Linked DNA regions of Sus scrofa: all the other regions are linked to region 1. The links are chromatin contacts, called in public targeted proximity ligation maps. All regions are on one chromosome and are shown on one strand. The core of a region is the stretch at or near the end of the contact, and the rest is flanking DNA. Distances in the headings are between cores, read along the strand shown.

What was found.
Region 2: a targeted proximity ligation map of alveolar macrophages shows a contact between it and region 1. A contact is called at or near these places in 3 of 47 Hi-C or Micro-C datasets (embryonic fibroblasts and skeletal muscle) and 1 of 2 datasets of targeted methods (alveolar macrophages).
Region 3: a targeted proximity ligation map of alveolar macrophages shows a contact between it and region 1. A contact is called at or near these places in 2 of 47 Hi-C or Micro-C datasets (embryonic fibroblasts and skeletal muscle) and 2 of 2 datasets of targeted methods (alveolar macrophages and skeletal muscle).

What each region holds. Positions count from the first base shown.
Region 1 is chr4:14,359,967-14,365,105 of Sscrofa11.1, forward strand. All of the region lies in intron 6 of NSMCE2 (E3 SUMO-protein ligase NSE2), which reads right to left. Among named protein-coding and RNA genes, the nearest start is that of TRIB1, 64 kb to the left of the region's middle.
Region 2 is chr4:14,106,090-14,111,228 of Sscrofa11.1, forward strand. No RefSeq gene overlaps it. Among named protein-coding and RNA genes, the nearest start is that of TRIB1, 190 kb to the right of the region's middle.
Region 3 is chr4:14,533,246-14,538,384 of Sscrofa11.1, forward strand. All of the region lies in intron 3 of NSMCE2 (E3 SUMO-protein ligase NSE2), which reads right to left. Among named protein-coding and RNA genes, the nearest start is that of WASHC5, 62 kb to the right of the region's middle.

The DNA of each region.
Region 1 (5,139 bases), core at 1,050-3,549:
GAGTCCGCTTTTTTTTTTTTTTTTTTTTTATTCACCAGTATGTTGTATTTTTTAGATTCCTCGGATAAGTGCAATCATACAGTATGTGTCTTTCTCTGACTTCCTGCACCTAGCATAATGCCCTCCAAGTCCATCCATGTTGCTGTAAATGGCAAAATTTCATTCTTTTCGATGGCTGAATAACATTTGAGGACATTTTACCCCAAAAGGAGCACATTTTAAAAGTCAGGACTGATGTGCACTCATTCATTGGTTCACCAAGTGCCCGCCCAGTCCTGGGGGCACAGGCGAGGCCACTTCATGGAGCTCACTTTCCAGTGGGGGAGAGAGATCACTGCTAAGTCACCAAAGAGATGCTTGCTGTGGGATCAGGTGGCATTAAGTGCTACAAAGGCTAAAAAGCAGGGTCAAGGGAGAGAGTGTGGGCTGAGGCTTATCCAGCTGGGGTCAGGCAAGGCTCACCGAGAAGCTCTTATCAAGAAAAAGGGCTGCATGCGGCCTGGGCTGAGGCAGCAGCACGTGTATAAGCCAAGGAAGGAGCTGTTTGGTGCCCAGGAGTAGAGCAAGGTCAGTGTGGCTGGAATGCCCAGGGCAAGGAGAGGGGCATCTGGAGATTTGGTTGGAGGGTGTGGGGCTTTGGATTTTATTTCAACTAGAAAAGAGTGGAGGAGTGGAGACAGCAGAGGGAGGGGATTTGGCTTAAGTTTGGAAAACATGTCTCTGGCTGCTTAATGGGGAACACGGGCAGAGGCGAAGCTGGGAAGAGAGGAGGGAGAGCTTGGATGAGGGTGTAGCAGTGATCGGCTTCCGGACACAACCGGAAGTAGGAGCTGTGGGACTTGCTGAAGGACTTGAACGTGGAGGGTAAAGGAAAGGGATGACCTTCGTTCAAAGAGTTTGGCTGGAGCTGAAGGGAGACTGGTGGCACCCCTTGTCTCCATGGAAACAACTGGGAATCCAGGTTGGGATGGAATCAGGAGTCCCTGTTGCTTTATGTTCTCTCTGAAATGCTCACTGGTCAGTCCTCTCGGTGGAGAGACTGAGTGGGGTGATGGGGACTCAGGGGAAAAGCTGTGGCTGAAGAAATCAGTGGGTGAGTCATGGTTCTGTTTAGATGTGGTCTCCTCTGAAGGCAGAGGGTTGGATGAAGTCACCTGATTTCTTCTCAACATGAACCAGACTTTGGTTGAGTGGAGCGCCTACTTACAGTTACAAGACCATAGACAACTCACTTTACCTTCTGGAGCCTCTGTGTCCTCAGATTTAAAATAGGGACAGAATCCAAATTTCCCAGGGCTCCAGGCAACACCATTCTCCATGACATTCATTCCCTTCACCATCTCCTACGATTATCACTTGTTTCCTGACCACGGGTCTTCACGATCAGGATTAAAGTTGCTGATCTGCCCGTAGCTTGCACACCTCCAGCACAGACATGTGCACATTCAATGCATCATTTGACTCTTTTATGTGATTGGCCCTGTGCTAGGTTCTAAGCGTCCAACTGTGAAATACAAATATAGTTTTCCTGCCCCACACAGAGCTCCAGCCCAGTGATCTGAGACAACTCTCCAAAAAGCACAAGTATATTAAGATCAAAAACAACAAATACAAGACCAAAGCTACACACCAGAAGGGGAAGAAAGCTGATCATGGGAGCTCAGCAGTGGAAAGCTCAGCAGGTCAACACAAAAGAGAATCTTTTTCTTGGTCTTGATTTCTGGACCAAGGTAGCTTGATATTAGAGGGGCATTTACTCAATGGAATGAATAATATGTTTGCTAACATTATTTATTTTTAAAATACTGAAATGACCTCCTATGATCAGGGGTAGGTGTTACAATATGACTAACGGAAGGTGATCCTATGAAAGACGATGCAAGCGTGCATGGTTCTGATGATTTGGCTTTGCGTTCGAGGTGTTTGACGCCTGTTCCAAACATCCTGCTGTCTCAAAGTGGATTCTTCTTTCAGTGTGAAAGTAAATAAGATGCAATTATAAGAAGGACAGGGACACTTTCCTGACTTTGGAAGAGGCACCGTTCATGACCTCAACTTCCGTGAAGCGGAAATGCACCTCGAAGTCGGTTGCTGGGATGACCCTCAGCTAAGGCTTATCGACTCGCAGATCATCGTCTCTGACTGTGCCCCCCCCCCCGCCCCCACCTCCACAGAACACAGTCTTTAGCACCAATAGCCAGACAGTGAATAAGCTGTTTTAGGGAAGTGGAGAGTGAGGTGGGGAGGACTTCCTGATGACATCAGTGGTTTCAGTCAGTAAATGAGAGCATTCTGAGAATGCGTGATGGGATTAACCACACCGATCAGTTGCAGATTATCTCAGTGGGATGGAACCAGTGTCAGGCCAAGAGGTCTGAGCTCACTTGGCGGATCGACTCTGGGGACAGAGGCATTAACCGAAAAGCTGTCCCAAGGGGAGCCAACGGCCTAATGACTCAAATACAGGCTCCAGAGTGAAAAGAACCTGGGCTCTAACCTCTGGCTGTGACACTCTGGGTGAGTGACTTCATTAATGGGCCTCAGTTTCCTCCTCTGTGAAGGCAGAGCATAGGCTTGTCCTGAGAAATAAGCAGGACATGGGACAAGGGTCCAGGGACTCACTCAGGTGCTACCACAAACGGTTCCTGCTCTAGCACACAACGTCTGTTCTCAAGAACCTTGTGGAGAAGAGCCACCAGCCCCTCGGACAATGCCGGGGGGACACGGACACAGGCTCAGGGGCACCGAGGGAGCGTGGGGGCGAGGCCTGGAGGAGAGGTTGATGCAGGGGCTGGGAGAGAACCCTGTTTCTCACCCCGTCTCAAATAAACAAACACAAGTTTCTAAACTGAAGAGGCTAAGACCAGATCCTAATGACATGATACTGAATCAGGGCACTCCTCTTCTCGAGAAAGAACACTCTCTATAAGCATCTGGGCATTAATCCCCGCGACATCCCGGTGAGCAAGACAGGTGTGGCAATACCCAGTCTTAAGCTCTCACGTCATTGCTTGCAGGAGTCAGACCCAGAGGCCTGGAAGGAGAGGCTGGGTCCTGAACTCGGGTCACCGACAGGGCAGAACATTCCACCGCAGCAGCGATCAAGCATGTGTCTGCTGAACAAAGGGACCCAAGGTCTTAGGGGTCCCTCAGGCTGTAGGGGACCTTGGTCTCAGCATCAGTTCAAAAGTACAGGATTCTGAGTCTAAGAGCTCCTGGACCTGGGCTCCAAGAATTCCAAGGTTCAACCCAGTTCTAGAAAGTTCTAGAACGCAGGACTATAGCTACCTCTGGAAATCCGAGTGGGACAGATTCCCATCATACCTACACACAGAGTAATGCTACCCTACATCCTCTGAGTCTAAAATAATGTGTCGCTAAGCAGTGAGGTGAGTAATAAAAACATGAACGGTCTCGACCTCAGTAACCCGACTGCTATTTGCTCAACGCTCTGTAGTCTCAAAAGAGCTTTCTCCTAAGTGGTTTGCTTCTCCACTGCCAAGAAACTTGCTGGTCCAGACCTAGACTGGAATTCCCCACTGTTCCTTGGATCATGAAATTCTGTGAGATGCTGTTGCTATTTCCACTTTGCAGATGAAGAAATGGAGGCTCTGAGAGGTCAACTGACTTGTTGGTAAACAGTTTAAACAGGGACTCCGAGCACGATGGTGGAGTCCTGCTGTCTGACGACACATTTCTGTTCAACTGAACTTTACTCTCCATGCTCTTAAACTCGACTGTTTGTTAGGGTGCTTCCCAATCTTAAACCAAAAAAAGGAAAGCACTGGCTGTGGATAACTGGAAATATCTTATAATATGAGAACCATAGGGCAGCTTTATTAATAAGATAATAAACAGCCCGGTTAGTAAGTGACGTGCTTTAGGAAATTATTCTAACGACTGTATTTATTTAGTTAGGGCTAAAGTCCCAACACTTTTATTCTGACTTAAGCCAGTGGAGACAGGTCTTCTAAGAGACCCAAACACAGACAGGAACATGGAGTCAGCGCCCAGTAATGCAGTGTGCCTGGAACTCCGTCTAACAAAACATCATCGGAAGCAACCACGAGGAAGAACTGAGGGTTCTCAAAGTGGATGTGTCACAGCCGTTTTTTAAACAAAGGGAACCCAGAACTGCTCATCGCCCTAACATGCATCCTGGGGAATGACACTAATTCATTTTTAATCAGGAACCTCTGGAGTAGGTTTTGAAGAGGCCCTGGATTCTACCCTGTGGCCAAATGCAATGTACCTGGTCTTCAAGGACCTCCCAACTCCCCGCTGGCTCCTGTGGTACTCTCGGCTCCTGTCCCCTTCCTCCTGGCGGTGTTAGACTGCCTGGCTGGAGTCTCCTTCCCCCGACTGCTCTTTCATTAATGAGTGCCATGCTTTTCTGTGGGTCTATATCACGTTGGCAGCATGGCTCAGCCTAGCCAACGTCCCCGTCTTGGGGCTTTCAGTGGGCTGTCCCATCCGGTCTAGAGCTACATTTGTGCTGGCAGAGGAGTGGGTCTGTAGCCTCAGAGCTTTCTCCTGAATTCAAATACCCACATTTTCTGCACCTCCTGGATACTTGCAAACGGCTGTATTGCCAGGACCTCAAACTTGTTTATGAGCATGACCCAAACTTCCTTCATGTGTTTCTCTCTTATTCCCTCTCTGCTCGCTTGTCACATCACCACGCCTCTAGACACCCAGTTTAGAAAGGTCAGTCATCCTTCAACTCGCTCCCTGCAATTTTGGTTACCAGATGCTGTCAACTGTACCTCCACCATCATTTTCCTTCTCACTCCCTTCTACCTGACTCTTGTCTCAATCCAACTTCTCATTAGGAAATACCACTTCGTCTCCTGCAAGGCATCCTACCTGGCGTCTTCCTTCACCTCATGCCTTTATTAATCCATCCCTTGAATTGCTATTGGTGTGACTTCCTAAAACCCAGGTTGGCTCGCCTTACTCCCTCGAAACCCTGCCATGTTCTCTCAGGGCTCCAGAACAACGGGGCTAAGAATGATGAGGAAGAGGGTGGGATAATGTCTACCTACCATGTGACAGGTACCTGAAGTGCTTTACGTGTATCTCATTCAAAGGTCAAACATACCAGTGAGGCAATTACAACTATTAGCATCACTTTATAGC
Region 2 (5,139 bases), core at 1,137-3,636, 250 kb before region 1:
GTGGCACAGATCACAGATGTGCTCAGATACCCATGGCTGTGGTGTTGGCCAGCAGCTGCAGCTCTGATTCAGCCCCTAGACTGGGAACTTCCATGTGCTGTGGGTGTGGCCCTAAAAAGACAAAAAAAAAAAAAGAAAAAAAAGAAAAAGAAAAATCCTCATTCTATCAAGAGGAACCAGGGCTGGCTGCCAAGAGAGACAAGGCAGTCCTTTCTTTCAAACAGCCTTCTTCAGGCTTCAAGCCACCTGAGACCCAGCCCCAGGTCTGCCTGTGCCCCACTCCCTTCCCAGCTTGCGCAGTGACTTGGGCGAGTCGTTGTACTTCTTTGCACCTGATTCCTCACCTATGAAGATGACAGCAGTTTTTCTACCTGCTTCACAGGGTGGCTGTAAGGATCAGGTTTGTGCAAAAGCAGGCCAGGGACTGATGCGGCGATGCATGCAGATGGAGGCTACGGAGATTGGCCAGGGAGGTGAGGAGGTGGGGTTCTGTCCTTCTCCCACCTAAATGGCAGATGAGAGAAGGAGAAGGAGGCTGCTAATGTCAAGGACAACCACAGCCATGACAATGACGCTTGTCATCTCAGAGCAGATTCTGTACACAGGCTGAGCAGCAACCAGGTAGAAATGGGCAAGGCTCAGGCAGACCCCTGTTTCTCCTCTCCCTGAGAGCCCACCTTGGTTTAGGGCATAATCCTAGACCAGGACACTCACATGATTTAACTCGTTTTGGCAATTTCTTTCCAGCATTTTTTGTTTGTTTGTTTGTTTGTTTGTTTACATTAAGGATAAGTGTTCCAGGGAACGTGTCAAAAAGAAAATGATCAGAGTAGAATGAGTGGCATCAACTGCCACTGATAACCAAGGCTCCAGGCAATAACATGGATATGCTGCCTTTCCTCCCAGATGCTCAGCAAGCAGGTGCAGATGAGATCTCATATTTGCACCAGACGCTTCCCCTGGCCTCACAGGAAAAGTGAGCCCCTCCCCACTCAGGGATGCTCTCCCAAGATGTTGCAGCAATCTTTATGAGCCAGAGAGCAGAGGAGGGCAACTGATGTTTATTGGGTGCTAACGAGTACTTTACTTAATCCTCACAATTATCCTATGCAATAAAAATCATTATCCCCATCTTATAGATGAGACGACGCGAAGTCTTAGAGATAAAGTGACTTGTCCAAGATCACATTGCTAATAAGCAGAGGCACTGGAGCTTGAGAAAGGCCTGGCTCAGAGCATTGGATGCTAAGTGCTGTGGGAAATGCAGACATCAATGTTCCAGGGTTAACACACCCTTTAGGGAACTTTCAGTCCAGTGAGGGAAACAACAGGTGCAACTGACATAAAATATAAGGTGGGCTGCAGTAAGCAGAACCTGAAAGTAATGGACTCTGAGTTCCCAGAGGAAGGAACAATGAATTTTGACTCCGATCCAGATGGCACTTAAAGGGGACCATGAAAGATGGTAGAACCACAGCAGGAGGAGAATGGGGAGATGCAGGGGAGGGATGGAGAGGTGGTGGGGGGATAGACACTAGCCTGGCAAAGGCCTGGGAGTCTGAGAATACCTGCCAGATTGCTCAGTCAGGAAGGTAGAGACCACGTGACTTTCCTGCTTCCAGTTCCTTCTCTTCCAGGATAAGGCGCAGGCACCTAAACCAGCATAACCAGGGCCTTCAGACACTGGGCTCCCCCAAAAGCCATGAACTGCCATAGTCATGTCAGTCTCCCCAACTTTCCCCACCTTCTTTCACACTGAGATCATTATTTTATTTTGTTTTGTTTTGTTTTATTTTTTCTTTTTGTCCATGCCTGTGGCATGTGGAAGTTCCTGGGCCCGGAAATGAACCTGTGCCACAGCAGCAACCCAAGGCACAGTGGCAATGCCAGATCCTTAACCCACTGAGCCACCAGGGAACTCTCAGAAGTCCTTCTTCTTTTTTTTTTTTTTTTTTTTTTTTTTGCTTTTTAGGGCCGCACCTATGGCATGCGGAATTGTCCGGGCTAGGGATGGAATCAGAGCTGCAGCTGCCAGCCGACATCACAGCCACAGCAACGTGGGATCTGAATCGTGTCTGTGACCTATACCACTGCTCGTGGCAATGCTGGATCCTCAACCCACTGAGCGAGGCCAGGGATCAAACCTACATTCTTATGGATACTAGCTGGGTTCCTAACCCACTGAGCCACTATGGGAACTCCTGAAGAAGCCTTTTAGAAACAGGAACCAGAGAGCACAGAGCACATCCAAGCTCTGGCTAAGGTGGCTGGGCACTGTCCTGGAGAGTTGGCAGTATGCCATGATGCCAGACACCACTGCTGTGGCCAGGTCTGGGGAGGGGTGAGAAATTGCCTTGTATGCAGAGGAGCTCTTGAGAAATACTACGTGAATAAGTGGAAGCCTTGGGAAACCACCTATTATATGACTAAGGCTCTGAGACATCTCTGTTGATGGCCTGGCAGAGCGCTTGCCAGCCGAATCCATCACTGAAAACCTCAGAGAGCTTCTGGGTGCATTCAGATTATGGGTTGTGGGAATCTCAGGTCATAAAACTTTCGCCCAGCTGCTCAGGTGCCTGGCCAGGCAATTAAGGATTCTTTCAAGCAGATCAAAAGACGCTGGTGAGGTGATCTCAGGAAGCTTCCCTGTGAGGAAGGCAGGAGTCAGGTCTCATTATCCTCATCTTACAGATGAGAAAAGTAGGTTCCCTGGTGACTAAGTCCCTTGCCTGAAGTCAAACAGCCAGCAAAGGGTGGAACCCAAAATGAGCAGCTCAGTCACCCAATTCCCAGGACACCATCATCCCAGAGCCTCCCATTCCATGGAAGCTGGAGTGCTCCCGGGAAGTCTGGACCCACATTTGGGATGTTAGGGCATGGAGTGGTCCACAGGGACTCTTCCAACAATTCAGCATCCATGGACACTTAACACATCCACGCAGTGACTTGGCATCTGCCCTTTGCGACATCAAGAACACAAGACCCCAACCTAACAACATGGTTATTCCTTGGCCCCCTTCTATGCAAACCATTGCAGAGGGCATCCATTTTAGCAGTCATCTTACAGAACTTCTGTACCTGACTTCAGATCCCAGTTCTGTGCTAGTCCCAGGACCTAAGTCTCACTTCCTGCATATGAGATTTGGAGATAATTCAAAATTCCTCTCCAGCTGGGTTATTGTGAGGTCAGGTGCATCAAAAGCAGAGCCGAGAGCCCGGCACGTGGTAACCACTTATTAAATATCAGCAATTATTAATGGCATTGCTCATATGAGAGATCTGAGCTTGAAAAGCAATTCCCCGTTCTTTAGCTGTTCACAGCCTGCCTGCTAAGGGATTAGGTTTGACTTTTAGTATTTGACCAACTCCCTTCCTTCCAGGACACGGAAGTTCATTTTTACTCTTCTTTTTGTGTGTGTGTGTGTGTCTTTTTGTCTTTTGTTTTTTTTCTAGGGCCGCACCCATGGCATATGGAGGTTACCCGGCTAGAGGTCTAAACAGAGCTGTAGCCACTGGCCTACACCACAGCCACAGCAATGCAGGATCCGAGCCGCATATGCGACCTACACCACAGCTCACGGCAATGCCGGATCCTTAACCCACTGAGCGAGGCCAGGGATTGAACCGGCAACCTCATGGTTCCTAATCGGATTTATTTCTGCTGCACCACAACGGGAACTCCTCATTTTTATTCTTAACAATCTCAGCTACTTGCCATGTTTTAAAAGCAAAGTATACCTGTTATAGCCAGAATGCTCTAAAAGTCAGAGAGGCATCTGGTTTGTCATGGCCTCAAAATCCTCTCTGGGGTCCTGCCTTGTACCTCCCTAGTCTTTCCATTGCCATCTGGTCATCAGCAGGACCAGGGTCCAACCAATGAAAGGCAGCTAGCCAAGAGAGGCCAGAGGTTGGGATTCTGATGCAAGTTGGCATGGGCGCCTGTGGTCCCTGACTCTAATAGCATCTTGGTTTGCATCAGTGTTATGGTGTCTCCTGACCTGGAAGACTGTTTCTCCCAACGAACCCTGGTTACTCAATATGCTTGAAAAGGAGTGTATCTTCTTGTAGGCTCTTACTCTTTTTTTTTTTTTTTTTTGTCTTTTTGCCTTTTCTAGGGCCACACCCTCGGCATATGGAAATTCCCAGGCTAGGGGTCCAATCGGAGCTATAGCTTCCTGCCTACGCCAGAGCCACAGCAACGCAGGATCCAAGCCACGTCTGCAACCTACACCACAACTCACAGCAATGCCAGATCCTTAACCCAGTGAGCAAGGCCAGGGATCAAACCCGCAACCTCATGGTTCCCAGTCAGATTCATTAACCACTGCGCCATGACAGGAACTCCACCTTGTTCTTTGTGGATATTGCGATTGCCCTTCACACACACCAATGTCCTACCTTCAGCTCATCAGCCCATCCCACAGGTCACCTGCAATTTAACACTCTTCTGCCTTCTTCCCCCAAACCCTTGCATCTCTTGGTCTGAGTTCTTTCTCTGCCACAGGAGTGCACTCAGCCTGCTCTCAGGGCAGGCCAGGGAGACCCTTCCATGAGTGATCCAACTAAGACAGACAAGGATTAGAAGATAAATACCCCAGCTACCTCATCCTCAGGGAAGGCAATTCTGAGATCAGCCATTATTGCCTCTTAAAGAGTCTCCAGCACAACTGAATCTCAGGCACCAGTAGCGGCAGCTGACTTTCACCGGTTTCCTCCTTTCCCTGGAACTCTTCCTCATGCCTCTAATGAAGCGTCCTTGGACCCTCCGTAGCGGCTGCTGGTGCCCTAATCTCTGCCCGTGGTGTGCTCTTGGGGGAACCCAAACGAAGACAAACTTTCAAGGGAAGATAGCTGTTACAGCAAAAGAGCACAAATCATTTTTTTTAAAACTACCACCATTACATTAGGCAGACATTGGCACTGAAATGTGACATGGAGCAAGTCTAAAATGAATAAAACCCCTGCTGTCCTCTCTGTCTCAACAGACTCCTCTAATGCCGACTACCAGTTAACTCAAGGTTAGGGTCTCGCTCACGAGTCACACCAGACCCAGCCACAAATAAAATGTGAGCCCCTCCAGAGCCTGTGGCCAGCCAGGGCTGAGCTCTCAGAATAAATCAATTAGACCCTCCAGGGCCA
Region 3 (5,139 bases), core at 721-3,220, 170 kb after region 1:
TCTATCATAATCCCTTTCCTACCTGCTTATTTTGTGTTACATTCATCAATATCAAGGCTTCTAGGGGAGTCCTAACAGGGATCTCAATTTTCTCATACTCCTTTAGATGAACTTCTCTTTTCCACTCAACTTAGTATGGGTTAATGATCCTGAAGCTTATCCGGTGGCATCTCACTTTGGAATCTAAACAATGGGAGAAGGATCTCTTGCTCCAGTCTGTGTGTGTGTGGGAGACACACATGGAGGGGAGACAGCGAGGATGGGTATACACACTTGGTGCGCTCTCCCCTAAAGAAAGCAAAAGACCTGGGAGGAGAATGGGGCCATGCTCAGGTTCATGGAAGCCCTTTCTTTCTGAGCATCCCGGACAGGAAGACCAGCCTTCCCACCTGGGCCACTGGGGAGCACCCCAGCCACTACATGGCTGCCGATGTGAAGTCAGTAAGAACTTCTCTCTCGTGTTCTATGTCACACCCTCCGTGAACCAGAGGACCTGAACCACCAAGGGAACAAATTCACCATTTCCACTGTAACCAAACAGAAGGAGAAATGCTTGTCATTTTCTTCCTTCTGCTCTTGCCAAGTATCCATCAGAAACCTATTTAATGTGACTATAAGGTCAGAACAAAAAGAAACTAGCAAAAGGTCTATTTGGGGAATACTACATTTTTCTTTAAATCCATAAGTTAGCTTCTAACATGCATAAGTTCCGTGAGGATTCGGATAAACAGGAAGTCCAACTTCAAATCCCTTGTCTTTAGGTCAGACCACAGATCTACTGCACAGTATGAGGTCAATCCAAGGACATCAGGCTGGATCATTTCCTCGGTTATCACATCTCACCCAATACAATAAAGACTCTGGAATTACTAATAATCCGGTGGTTTATTAATGCTCTTTATCCTTTACTGCTCCATTCATTCCCATCTAGCAGACTATCAAATTCACTGATGTTGCCTTCTCTATAATTCATTTGGCTTCCTGACATTTGAAATTACTTCCCACTCCTAAAACTATCAAACTGCTTTGGCCTTCTGCTTCATCTCCTGGGAGAAAAGTTTCCTGACTCAATGCAAATGAATTCTCTCCATCGTTAATCTAATCGAAGCCACTGTACCACAAGAAAATAACAATAATCAAAATAAAAAAACAGTTTGGTGCTTCACAGTAGATAGTACATTTTTTATGTTTTCTTGATAGGCAAGAAATAGATTTATTAAGATAGGACACTTGTGAGAGATGCAAGCAGGCAGGCAAGGAGGCTCTGCCCCCAGGACCTGGTGTTTTATCATCCAAGGGGAATGCGGGTTGGAAAAGACCACCTCTTCCTCTTTCTTCAAGTCTATAGTCCATTTTTTAGAATCATTCATTTAATTTGATTCTCGTTGCCCAGAGAGATTGAATAACTTCCTTGAACCAAACACTGAATGGTGACAGAGCTGAAACGACAAGGTGGTCACCAGGTCTGAAAGCACAAACAAAATGATTTCAAAATGTGCTGTAATAGTATACCATTAAGCCATTTATTGTGTGTCCACCTATGTTCTAGACCTGGTGGCCACCCTGTAAAATCCAGATCTTCTAGCCATAACCTGTTTTCCTTGATTCCCCGCACATTTTACTCTGAAGTACTAAAGAAGGCGGCAGTTAGAGGAAAATACCATCTTAAATTGGATGACATTAAAAAATGCATAAACCAGCTTTCATATTCTGCTCTCCAACTTAACTTCATAACCACCTGGTGCATGGAGATTAAAAGCAATTACTATTTTCTCCATGCCGACCACATGAAGCCTCACTCTCTCACTTCATCCTCGCGACAGCCCCACATGGTATCATTACCCTCTTTTTACCAATAAAGAAACTGATGACCTTAAGAGGATGAGTCGCTCATCCAGTGTCACACAATGAGACAGTGGAGGAGCAAGGATGAGTCTACGACTTCTGACCCCAGTTGCAGTATTCTTTCCACCACCCCAGTGAAATATGCCTCACATGCTCCATTAAATGCCACCTACTGGCCATACCACTGCCTTCTTCCATGGAGAGACTTCTCCCCCACTGCTTCTAAAATCTGATCATGAATAAATCTGTAGTCTAAGCTGGCAAGAAAAAAGCAGTTCCTCAACTTACGTTAACAAATGCAACTTAGACTACTGCCTAGAGCATAGCAAGCACTAGAGAAATGGTAGGTTAATTATGTAGGTTTATTATTATTATTATGGGAAGACTGAATATACCTCCTTTTTAATATAATGGTTTCATAAACAAAATATTCTTTTCCTCAAGTAGTTCTTTAATATTAACAGAATCCCTTCTTATGCATGTCAAGTGAGTGTGAAGAGTTACTTCTCATTTACTCTTAAACCTTTATCTGTGGAAAATTTATTTATTTATTTATTTTTGTCTTTTCGTCTTCCTAGGGCCGCATCAGCAGCACATGGAGATGCCTGGGCTAGAGGTCCAATCAGAGCTGTAGCCGCTGGCCTAAGCCGCAGCCACAGCCACACCAGATCCAAGCCGTGTCTGTGACCTACACCACAGCTCACGGCAATGCCAGATTCTTAACCCACTGAGTGAGGCCAGGGATCGATCCCATGTCCTCATGGATACTAGTCTGGTTCTTTAACCACGGAGTCATGACAGGAACTCCACCTGTGGAAAATTTATGTGTAAGATTTTAAGCATATTTTATAACCAAGGTTAGACAAAAGCACTCTTACTCCCAACTGAAAACTACAACTCAAAGTGAATTCAACAAACTACATCTGTCCTGAGGCATGGAGATGTCATGAAAAGAGCCTTGAATTACATATCAAAAAAACCAAGGTTCAAGTCACACCTTGAGACTAAGCATGTGACCCAAGCATGTCCCTTAACCTTCCTGGGGCTCAGAGTCCATCATATCCTCCTTACTAACTGGGTAGGTTACTGTGATGATTCAAGGGGTCAGGATTCCAGGAGGGCTCCTCACCCCTCACCCGGGGCAAAGAGAGTTGGTTTCAGACTTTTTTCGTCAAAGGGCCAGGGCACTGAAAGAAGAAACTGATGACATTTCCAAATCTGGTTTAAGCAAACCATCAACAGCCTGCAGGCAGATATCAAATAACCAGGGAAGTCAGAGAATTGAATTCACTAACATCCACTAGGCTAGGCCTCCAGAACAAATGAATCACCAAACTGATACCTATCCCACACATGGGCTTTGTTACAGTTTTATTGAAACTGGATCACAATGCACTGCTTATGATTAAATCTTTTTTTTTTTTTTTTTTTAATTGGCTAGCCTGGAAACCTAGCCACAATGTTATTTCGATGGGAAACTGCATTCCAGGATTCAATTCAGGAATCCAAACGCTGGGAGTCTATCTTTTCTCTTTCCAGCTCCAAGAGCTAACAGCGACTCCCTTCTGATCTTCCTTCACCCTTTGGTGCTGTGGCCATTCAGATATCAGATGTCCGATGAGGACAGGCAAGGTCTAATAACTATATGCCATCTTTCACTTTTTTTCCTTTTTTTGTTACAACACATTCTCTTTTATCTACCATTGCCCGGTGAGGGGCATAGGAAAAATACTATTCTTACTCCCATTTTAGAAATGAGGAAGCTGAAGTACAGAGGTTTACGTGACTTGTCCAAGGTCACAGCCTGGCAGAAAGAGGATTAGAAGCCAGATCTTTATTTCCTAGCCCAACACTCTTATCAACGAAACACCAGCTGCTGAGAAATGGGGAGAAGGAAGTGAAGGTGATTGTGATTTACTGAGACGGACTTTTAACATAATTTCATCTGGCTTTGTGAATGTTCATTAATTTCCTTCTTCATTGTTGCCTGATGAGTTAGTCACTAAAACCATCAGATCAGAAAGTATAAATTGTTTTATATTATTTCCTCATTGTTACCGATAGATGTTCAAGTTTAAGTGTTTCATAATAAAGTGACTCAGAGACTAAGCAAGCCCAATCTACATTAGTCACTTGTTGAACTGTTACGTGAGATTTCCACCAAACTCTTGGGAGGTGGTGAGGCGGAGAAAAGGGGTAGGGAGGGAAGACAGAAATAAACATTTACCAAAAAGATGACTAAATTAAGGACCAAAAATGAATGTAAAATCTACACATTTATCCTTCCAGTTCAAGCTGGGGCATGAGAAAATGAATGGGAGGAGACAGCCCAAGCCACCTATGACCACTTATTCCGAGTTTAGGTGGTTTACAAGAGATCACCAATTTAAATGTGGTAGACATTTCCGTGACAGGAGAAAGAAGTTAAAAGTTAACAGGACAGAACGCTGAGCCCTTGCCTTTATACGGCACTTTTACCTCTCAAGGGCTTTCACATATGTTATCGCATTTTTTAATCAAGCAATCACTCTGTGATAGGCAGGGACAGATACTACTAAGTTCATTTTGCGAACCTGCTTAAGGTCACACAGCTTCTCCCTGGAGAGGGAGAGAAGAAAACTCAGTCGTTAAATGGAACATTAACACCAAACAATGTACTACTGTCATGGAATCACACACACTTTACCTTCCAAGGCAGAGCACTTTCATTCCATATGATGGCAGAAAATACCATTACTATTACAGAAAATGTGGCAGGACATGGTCTAACTCTACCTACGTCATTTCGAGGTGCTTTCAGTCACATCTTAAGAATTTCTCCTAAGAAAAAAAACTGAGCTTCTGACATTTTTGCTGAGGCTTTTGAAGACACGGTGTAACTACCCCTCATGAGCTCAGTTTAATTTTGATTCTGTAAGAGGGATGTCCCGAGCACACCCAGGATCTAGTCCATTGAGAGCTCCGATTTAGTGCTTCATGTGTCATTACTGGCTCCGGTGTCATGGCGGGGGCAAAAATAAGCCTCAGGGTGACAGAGTACCTGATGCGTGGAGTGGCTTTGCTCCTTGGTACCAGTAACATTCCAAGAAACGCAAATAGATGAGGCAGCTGGAAGGCAGGTACTGGAGCATGTGGGACCCCTGGATGTCAGTTAAGGAGAAAGTAAAAAGCAAGCAAGTCAGGACGTCTGGAAATCAACTGGGGGGTGCAATCACATCAAACTATTCCTGGCTATTGTTTCCAATTTCAAGTAACACTGACTTGGCCTTTCTAAATATCATTCTGTATTAGAAG